Linked DNA regions of Mus musculus: region 1 is linked to region 2. The links are chromatin contacts, called in public HiChIP or PLAC-seq maps. All regions are on one chromosome and are shown on one strand. The core of a region is the stretch at or near the end of the contact, and the rest is flanking DNA. Distances in the headings are between cores, read along the strand shown.

Region 1 (4,097 bases), core at 1,596-4,095, 120 kb after region 2:
AGAGTGAGTGGAGAGAAGTCAGCCCAACTACAACTTCCACACCACTCACCAGACGTGACAGATCCTTACTTTTGGGTAAGCAGATGGGAATGAATGACCTGAGGCAACAGAGCCCCTCCTCCCAGCCTCCACCCTTCTTTGACGTGCAAAAGGAAGCCTTTCCTCTTATCCATTTGTTCCTGAAGGAACTGATCACCTTGTCAGGGGACTGTTGGGAGCCTTGCACACAGTGAGGCCCTGCAGATTCCTTACCCCTATGGAGAGACAGGTAAGAGCACATCAGAAGAAGCTACAGAGAGCCAGTCTACACAGAGATGGCCGTCCATTACCCCTCTAGGATGCGCCTATCTCTAGGTTACCCCATAACCCTAATCCTTTTTGGAAGGGCCTGTTTAAACTTTCCCTCTTGAACATTCTCTGACACCTTTCCTTCCCAAGGTCTGCAAGATGGTGATAACTCTCTAGCCCTGTGGAGGCTCATACACCCCTGCTCCTTGCCCTTACTAAGCTTGCTATTTATTGTCTGTGTGTCCCCAGGCCAGTACAAGGAAGACCGCATAGATGTGAGTTGTGCATCTCTTGCCTCTAGAACTTGTCACAATGTGAAACTCCCAAGAAACCTATGCTGAGTGAAAAGCCAACCAACCATGACTTTGGTGCTGATGGTGATTCCAAATAGAAAGGGCATCACCGGAGTCTCTTCTTCCTGCTTTTTCCTCAATGGAGTCAACCCAGTCAGAGACCCCTCCTGGTCTTTGAGGTGGGATAGAGAATAAAACTTTATTATGACTTTTAGAATAAAGACCATGTATGTGGTCTAACTGCCTAAGTTTGTGGGTGAGGAAACGGAACTTTTTAATACTAAGCCTAATGGAACCACATCTCCTGGGTGTCACGCTTTCTTAATGAGGTCACTCTTGCATGGGACTAGAAGGACACTGGATTGGATGTACATTTCTTCACCAGACAGAGGCTGACTCTAGAAGCTGAATACATCCGTCTGAGACCCAGCCCCTTGGCGTTGGGAATGTCAAGCATATTTTCAGCTCTGTCCTTATCTAAAATATGACAGGAATGCTCGCCACTGTGTCTTTCCCACCAAAGTATCACGAAGCACAGAATCTGAGGCACTTTCAGACTTTGAACATCTTAGCCGTGCTAGTTACCGCTATGTTCATTGTTCTCAACACACCTGAAGCTAGTTAAGATGGGAGAAGACAAAACTGGCAGTGAATTTTATAAATAGTCAAAGGTTACAAAGATAGGGGCATTGGGTAAGCAGAGACGGAGGGCAGCTTGAAATAGGCACCCAAGCATGATGGGAGGCATTCATTCTGATGTTATATAGCATCACAAGCCAACTGTAGGTAATAACAGTTTGCTGGATATATAAAATACAATGGTTCTCCACACACAGATATGACAAATGCTTAAGGACATGAAAATGCTAATTTCCTTGACTTGATCATACACATGTATCAAATCATGATATTATATGTACATATATATGTATATATAAAACACCATGGATATGTATCACATTATCATTTTTATGTACATATTTAGTTCTCATTTTTAATTTAAGTGACATTCCACTTATAATGGTTCCTCCACAAAGTACTCCATGAATACATAGAATATATTTTATCAATTAAAAAATTAAAATTACAGTGTCTAATGGTTGAATACCTGAAGAAGTCCAAGATCATTTGATTGTAGAGTGTAGCTAGGTTCACCCTCATATAGAGTGTAGCTGGGTTCGCCCTCACTGGGAAGGTGCCAGGTGTTGGCTAATCCATATGCAGAAAAGCCCAAGGCAACTGACTGTGGAAAGGGAGGGTAACTCCTGCACTTTGAACATGTCCTCTTGGCCCAGGTTCAGACCTTTGCCTCATCCAAGAAGGAGCCTTGTATCTACTGCTTAGAAGGTGGCTTGGATCTGTCTGTGTCGTCAGGAACATGGGACTCTGCCTCCCTGGGTTCTTGCATATTAGCAAAAGCTTTTCATTGGTGAATGATACAAATCTGCATTGCATACTTGACTAGAGTTAGGAAAGCCAAGCAAGTTCAGAATGTTTAGGGGAGCTACAGACCAGACTCCGGGCTTTGGTGTTCATCCTCCATCCATCCTCACGCATCCCTGAGGGCAGAGACGGACTATGTCAGTGTCTGGGGCCAGCATCACTATGTCTCTCCTCCACTTCCATGGCTTGCTTCTTTTTAGCCCTGCTGTAAGGAGAGTAAGGTTTCACAGTCATCCCTTGAGTGACAAAAGGGGTGGCAGAGGCCCTCGAATATTGAGGCACTTTCAGACTTGGGTACTGATGAGACCTGGGATGGCTTTGCAAGTCTGACTTCAGGGAACCTAGTTGTCAAAGTTTTTGTTTTTGTTTTTGTTTTTGTTTTTGTTTTTGTTTTTTTTTGTTTTTTTTGTTTTTTTGTTTTTTTGTTTTTTTTTAATGATAGGGGTTGAAGAAAGTTCCCATAGTGCTCCTAGGTGTGGGCAATGGCTGGTGATGGGTACAGACGGAAGAGGGCCCAACAGTGTGTGGGTGACACAGGTGTGGTCATGGAAGGTGAAGATCGTGTCCTGTGTTGAAAGTATGTTGAACTCTGACTCAATTCACACATGGGGGTAAGGTACAGCTCAGTGGCCACATGTTAACTGAGCATGCTCTAAGCCATGGGGGTCAATGCCAATGTTCCATCACACACACACACACACACACACACACATACACACACACACACACATACACACACACACTCCACCACCATGGACCCCACAGAGACAGCCACAAAAGAGGCTTCCTGGGCTACCAGTCAGGTGTGCAGCTTTGTCGGTCCAGCCTTGTACTATTAAAGACTATTTGCTCTGTACCTTCCTCCATTGTCTTAAGCGTTTACTGTGTACAGACATTGTTCTACAACACTAAAGAATTGATTTAAAAGTACACAAGTCGGGGTAAGGAGAGGACACAGGCAAGGAGAGGGGGGGGAGGCAGAGACAGCTAATCATTCCCAGGGTTAGCTCAGTGTTAGCGCTGAGGTCCTTCCCATTTTAGCAACGTAAACAACCCTGCCTGGACTGTTCCTCCATGCAGACCTCCTAGCACCTAACACAGGCACCCCCAAGAACAGCTTTCCATCTTCCTCCTGGGCATCCCCACTTTGGCTCCCAACTTCCTGGTGATGGTGGCAACTGGACTTTTTTTGACACTCTACTTCAAATACTTCAGCAAGAATCCTGGCATGCTCCCAGCAGGCATCTGCCTGGGGGCTCAAAGAAAGTGGCCAGAGAAGTCCAGATACAACCTCTGGCAGGAAAGTCTTTTGCTGCCTGAAACATTGTGATGCCATCAGCTGTTGCTCGGTTGTCTTATTTTTTTCTTTATGGATTCATAAAGTGAAGGTTGAATTTTCCTCTTGTGCTTTGTGTCTCCTTCAAAAATGGCCCTGCTAGCTAGAGAACTGAGAAACAGTGTTACCAACACACTGACCAGCCAGGAAAGAGAGTCGCAGTGGCCACCCATGTGTAGAAAAGGCTCCCTGGTGTGAGTTTATCTGATCTCAGGGGGATTCTTTTAGTGGTGATTGGTTAATATAAAACAGAGTAATTGTTACCTGTTAATATATCAACTAATTTGTTTGGATTTTTTTAAAGTTCTTTAGAGTCAAGCACGGTGTCACATGCCTGTCATTTTTAACCAGAGGCTGAGGCAGAAAGATTAACATAGGATCTAGGGACATATGGGGAAACCTGAGGATTAAACTAACCTGCAGACCAGATGTCCACTCCAGAAGGAGCTACAGCTATGCCAGCAAAAGCCTGCAGCTTCCCTACCCACCAGGGTGAAATTTTCAGTCTATGGTGTGTGGTATGTATGTGCGTGTGTGTTATGGTGTGTGTATGTGTGTGTTTATGTGAATGTGTCTGTGGGGGGTGGCAGTGGTGTGTGAACATGTATGTATGTGTGTGTGCATGTGTGGTATGTGGTGGGGGGGAGTGTCAGTGTGTATGTGTGTGTATGAGAATGTGTCTATGTGGGGGTGGGGGTATATGTGCATGTGCGTATTGTGTATGTGGTATCAGTGTG
Region 2 (4,297 bases), core at 1,379-3,878:
GCGAGAGGTCAGTCCCTCTTGGAGAAGGCAGGAGTGCCTTCTATGACCGTCCATCAACAAACTCAGAGCAGGCTCTTGCTCTCTGTCCTGGGCAGATTATTTGTAATATGCACAATAGAGACTCTGCCTGAGGTCTGATTGGTACAGATCTAAACATCTCTCCTGTTATCCACCTCTGCCTCCAGGCACTTCTCTCAGCCGCATGCTGCACTCTCTGGGATTCTACATTTGACCTTCCTTTGGGTTCTGAATGCTCCTGTAACAAATAGCCAGACAGCGTATTGACCTACACCCTGCCTAGCCTCTCTGCCACGGTGTCAGCATTGTGTTGAGATGTGGATATGTGTTTTCTCTGGAGGGGGTTGGCTGGCATGCCCTACACAGGGAGACACCAGAGAATGACTCATCAGCCCAACAGCACCAACCTTTCAAGCCTCAGGAATCTCTTGAGCTGGTGGCTAAGTGATTGACAGATGAAAATCAGCCGTGACAGGGATGTTTTCAGCAGGGGCAGTAGATGCTAGGATACAGGGCTTTTCCTGTTGGCATGCAGATTAAGTACCAGCCAGTACATCACTAGGTACATGGCTCTGGCTTTAGCCAGCTGATTTCACTGGACACCAGGAGTCTCAGGTAAAGGATCCAAAAGGCAGTGACAAGCCAGGATCTGCCACTGCAGCAGCATCTGGATACATTGGCAACATCTGTGGGAGCAGGGAACGGTGCTCAGGGGTGCTGGAACCAGCTGCTATTTCCTAGTATCTCTGACTAGGTCTTCCTTCAGCTTGATTTCCTTTGTTTCCTGCCCAGTTTTTAAAGCCTCTTCTGCCTTCTTGTCAGTTCCAAACTGTCCCTTTCTGCCCTGCTAGCCAGAACCAGTTCCTACTAAGAGTCTCTGCCTTGTAGAGATGCTTAATTATTTGATAGTACATCTGGACATAGAGAACCCTCCCATTTTGCTTCCTTAAGACGAAGGGCTATGCTCATTTGCATAGTAAACCTATATGGAGTACCTACAGGCTGTGTGCTATGGCAGACCTAGTGTCAGGACATGTAGCTGACTAGGAAAAGCATGTCTCTGTCCTTGGGAACTTATTGAACTAAAAGAAGGCCAACATCAAACAACTAATTATGGAATTAATTCTTCACTGGGTCCTCCCATCAGCACTGGGTGACGCCAAACTATAGGTAAATATTTGAATCCCACAGAGGATACAAAGGAAACATGGAAACCGGAGACACCGCTCATGTCTCCCTTCCAAAGTCATCAGTTCAGCTGGCAATAGAGCCGAGAGCTTATGTAACTAAGAAACCATCCCACGCAAGTTCCCACACCAGAGGGACACGGGGGTCGTTAGTGTCCAATTCGGGGGATCAGGGAAGACTTTGTGGGGGATTTATTCACGGCCTTGACAGTGGATCACAAAGAGCTCAGCAATGAAGGAAGAAAGCATCCCTGTAAAATTAGCCACCTAAAGTTCCGCCACCCACCAAGGCCCACAGTTTAGTGCTGCCATGAGTCCCCTCTGAACAGCCACAGGACAAGATCCACTTATACACGCTGTTGACTCCCTGCTGTGTCCATTTAACAGTGTGTGGTGGATATTTGGCCTCTGACAATTATTCCTAGTCTACATCCCATTTAAGCAGCCAAAGACGATTCCATTACATGGGTGTACAGTAAACGAATCAAATCCCTATTAATGAACATTTAGGGTTTGGGTCAAGGGTATATACACTCTGGAACCCCAAGGCCTGAGCCTGAATCCAGTTAGTGACCTGGCTGGGTGGTAGGAGGAAGGCTGTGTTTCTGAAGGCGTGGTCCTTCCCCGTAGCAGAGGTACCTGCAGATGGTAATGATGTGGGATATTCAGAACAGTGGTTAGCACCCAGGGAGCGCTCAATCAAGGCTCGGATCGGACAGGCTATAAGCACTCTGTCATCCTGACCAAAGTGTTGGTTTGCTCCCCTCTGTTTCATCACTCAAAACACCCAAAGTGCACACAGTCAAAAAGCACATACATGAGCGCAATCATCTAGTCACCACTGTGATCGGTAAGAGGTAGTGAACGAGGAGAGCCTCTGACTCCTTCCTGGAACCCATCAGGACCCTCCCGTTATCCACAAACCATCTAGTGAGGTTTCTTGATTTGCCTTCTGGGTGGCCTTCTGGAATCTAAAGCAAGAGGAGCATTCATAACAAGTCAAGTCAGACGCTTTCACTACGATTTCAAGGAGGGGAAGCTGGAGTCGAGGCCATGTTTGAAAATATAGGTCAAATCTTGGTTTCTGTGGTTACTGAACACTGTCAGCCACTGTGACTCCCTCTGTGTGGGTGATGCCAAGGTTCAGAGGTCTGACAGCCCTGTCTAGCTCCTCTACAAGTGTCACCTCTCTCGCCCCTCCCCAAGGTCTGAGGCTTCTCTCAGCCCTACTGACCCCCAGGCCCGAGGGTCCTGAGCTTGGGCAACACCCAGGAGTAAGCTACTGCAGGTACCTTGCTCTTCATGCCTGAGGTTGGGGGCGGGGTGCTGGGACTGCTGCTGCTGAAGTTCGGGATGTCTCCATACCCCTGCAGTTCTACCCACTAGTCTGCTGCTGCATGTGGGGACTGCCGGGGAGCAGGGAGGAGGCCATGTGGGGAGGGAACAATGTAGTGGGTTGTTTAGCTGACTGTCAGCCTCGTTCTGGGATCCTCCTTTCCACGCCCCTTGGCTTAACCGCCACAGGCACAGCTCACAGAGGCAAGAGCCCCCTTATTTGGTCTTGGAAAGAAAGGGGAAAGGTTATCCTCGGATGCCTGCGGCGTTGGGTCATCAGCCCGCAGTTGCTGGCCCGCACCCGCGGGTGCAGTTCAGTCTCCCACCGGCAGGTGGCGGCACCGCGCAGGGTCTGGGGAGATGGCCAGCTGGTAAACAACCCGCAGGATCCAATGCCCTAGGGTGGGGACCCGCCCGGATGGGGGTGGGCGCCTTATGAGTCCGCACGTGGACAGTGATGCGGAGGGAGAAGCTAAGCTTCAGAGGAAGGGAATGGGGAGGAAAGAGCCCAATACCTTGTTTGTGGGAGAGTCAAGCTTCCCGAATTGCTCTGGCTGTAGGGTGTGACTTTGCCTTGATGGATTTCACGTGAGCGGCTGGAGAGTGCGCTGTGCCAGGCGGGAATCTGCTTCAAAGTCACCCACGCGGGTTCAGGGGACTCGAATCTCTGGATGTGTGTCAGTAAGGCACCGTGTGGGGCTCTGCACCAGCTGGGAGATTCGCTTTCTTGCCCATCCTTTTTCCTCTCAATCTCCTCTCTACCCCCCCCCCCCCGCCTCCTCCTTGCTCTTCCTGCCTCTCCGTGAGCCTGGGGGTGTGAAGCGACCCACTTTCCTCCTTGTGGCCCGAAGAGTTTTTAAGTTCGAACCGCCACGTGGCTGGTTCCTTTCCTACACCTTCCTGCAAGAGAACAATTGCCACCATTTTATCTTGAGGTTAGAAAGGCTCTGGTCACCCCAACAGTAATGGACAATGCTGGTTCCCCAAAGCCAATGTTTGTTTCAGTGATTGAGAACTGCCACACACACACACACACACACACACACACACACACACACACACACACACACACGCACGCACGCACGCACGCCCCCCACCCCCACCCTTGCCGCCGCCCCTTCCAGTGACTCCTCCAGGTAAAGCCCAGGGGTATCACAGGGAGCTGGCAGGGCATAGTGGCCTCCCAACACTTTAACACTTGCCTTTCATCCCAGCACTCAGGAAGCAGGGGGCTTAGTGAGTTTGAGCCTAGAGGGCCAGTCAGGGCTATATAATTACATTCTGTCTCAAAACAAAAACAAAAACAAAAACAAAACGCCAAGATTTGGGCTGTAGTGGTTAAGAACACTTGCAGCTCTTGTAGGTGACCCAGGCTGGATTCCCAGCATACACAAGGTGATTCTCCACCATCTGCAACTCCAGTTCCAAGCGATGTCTTCTTCCAATCGCCTCAGGTGCCAAGCATGCATGTGGTGCCCATACATACATGGAGGCAAAGCATAAAATGGGTAAATTGCATTCAAAACAGAGCACAGAGACGTTTTAAAGATGGATCAACAGTAGACCCTCTTCCTGGACTTTCACTGACCTCCAAAATGGCTCCTAGGTGGTCAGTCTGCAGCACCGGTTCTTGTTGCTTGGTTGTTGATGGCTCCAAAGAGAAGCCGACAAGTCTAAGCTCTTCCCCATCTGCCTCCTGACAGGGACCCTAATGACCTCCCACTTTGGGTTTCTTCACCTGGGAAGACATCAGTTTT

The links. HiChIP or PLAC-seq counts read pairs in DNA pulled down with a chosen protein or histone mark.
Region 1: an H3K27ac HiChIP or PLAC-seq map of extraembryonic endoderm stem cells shows a contact between it and region 2, with 3 times the contacts expected there. The contact joins the enhancer-like site here to the promoter of 4833412C05Rik in region 2. A contact is called at or near these places in 1 of 39 promoter capture datasets (embryonic stem cells), 11 of 484 Hi-C or Micro-C datasets (ECoMG-derived neutrophils, the HL-1 cell line, Sertoli cells and 7 more) and 7 of 115 datasets of contacts at active chromatin or transcription factors (differentiating embryonic stem cells, embryonic limb bud, embryonic stem cells and 4 more).

Annotation. Positions count from the first base shown.
Region 1 is chr7:67,916,131-67,920,227 of GRCm38.p6, forward strand. No RefSeq gene overlaps it. Among named protein-coding and RNA genes, the nearest start is that of Igf1r, 34 kb to the right of the region's middle. Within about 2 kb of position 2,846, at least 16 of the 459 cell types and tissues checked have an H3K27ac peak or open chromatin away from gene starts, as enhancers often do. A contact at or near this core is called in Sertoli cells and extraembryonic endoderm stem cells, where this site is marked.
Region 2 is chr7:67,800,868-67,805,164 of GRCm38.p6, forward strand. It overlaps 4833412C05Rik (RIKEN cDNA 4833412C05 gene), which reads right to left and starts at 2,629. Exons shown (of 3, transcript NR_045954.1): 1 at 2,498-2,629. It overlaps Gm34350 (a long non-coding RNA gene), which reads left to right and starts at 2,322. Exons shown (of 3, transcript XR_391567.3): 1 at 2,322-2,493.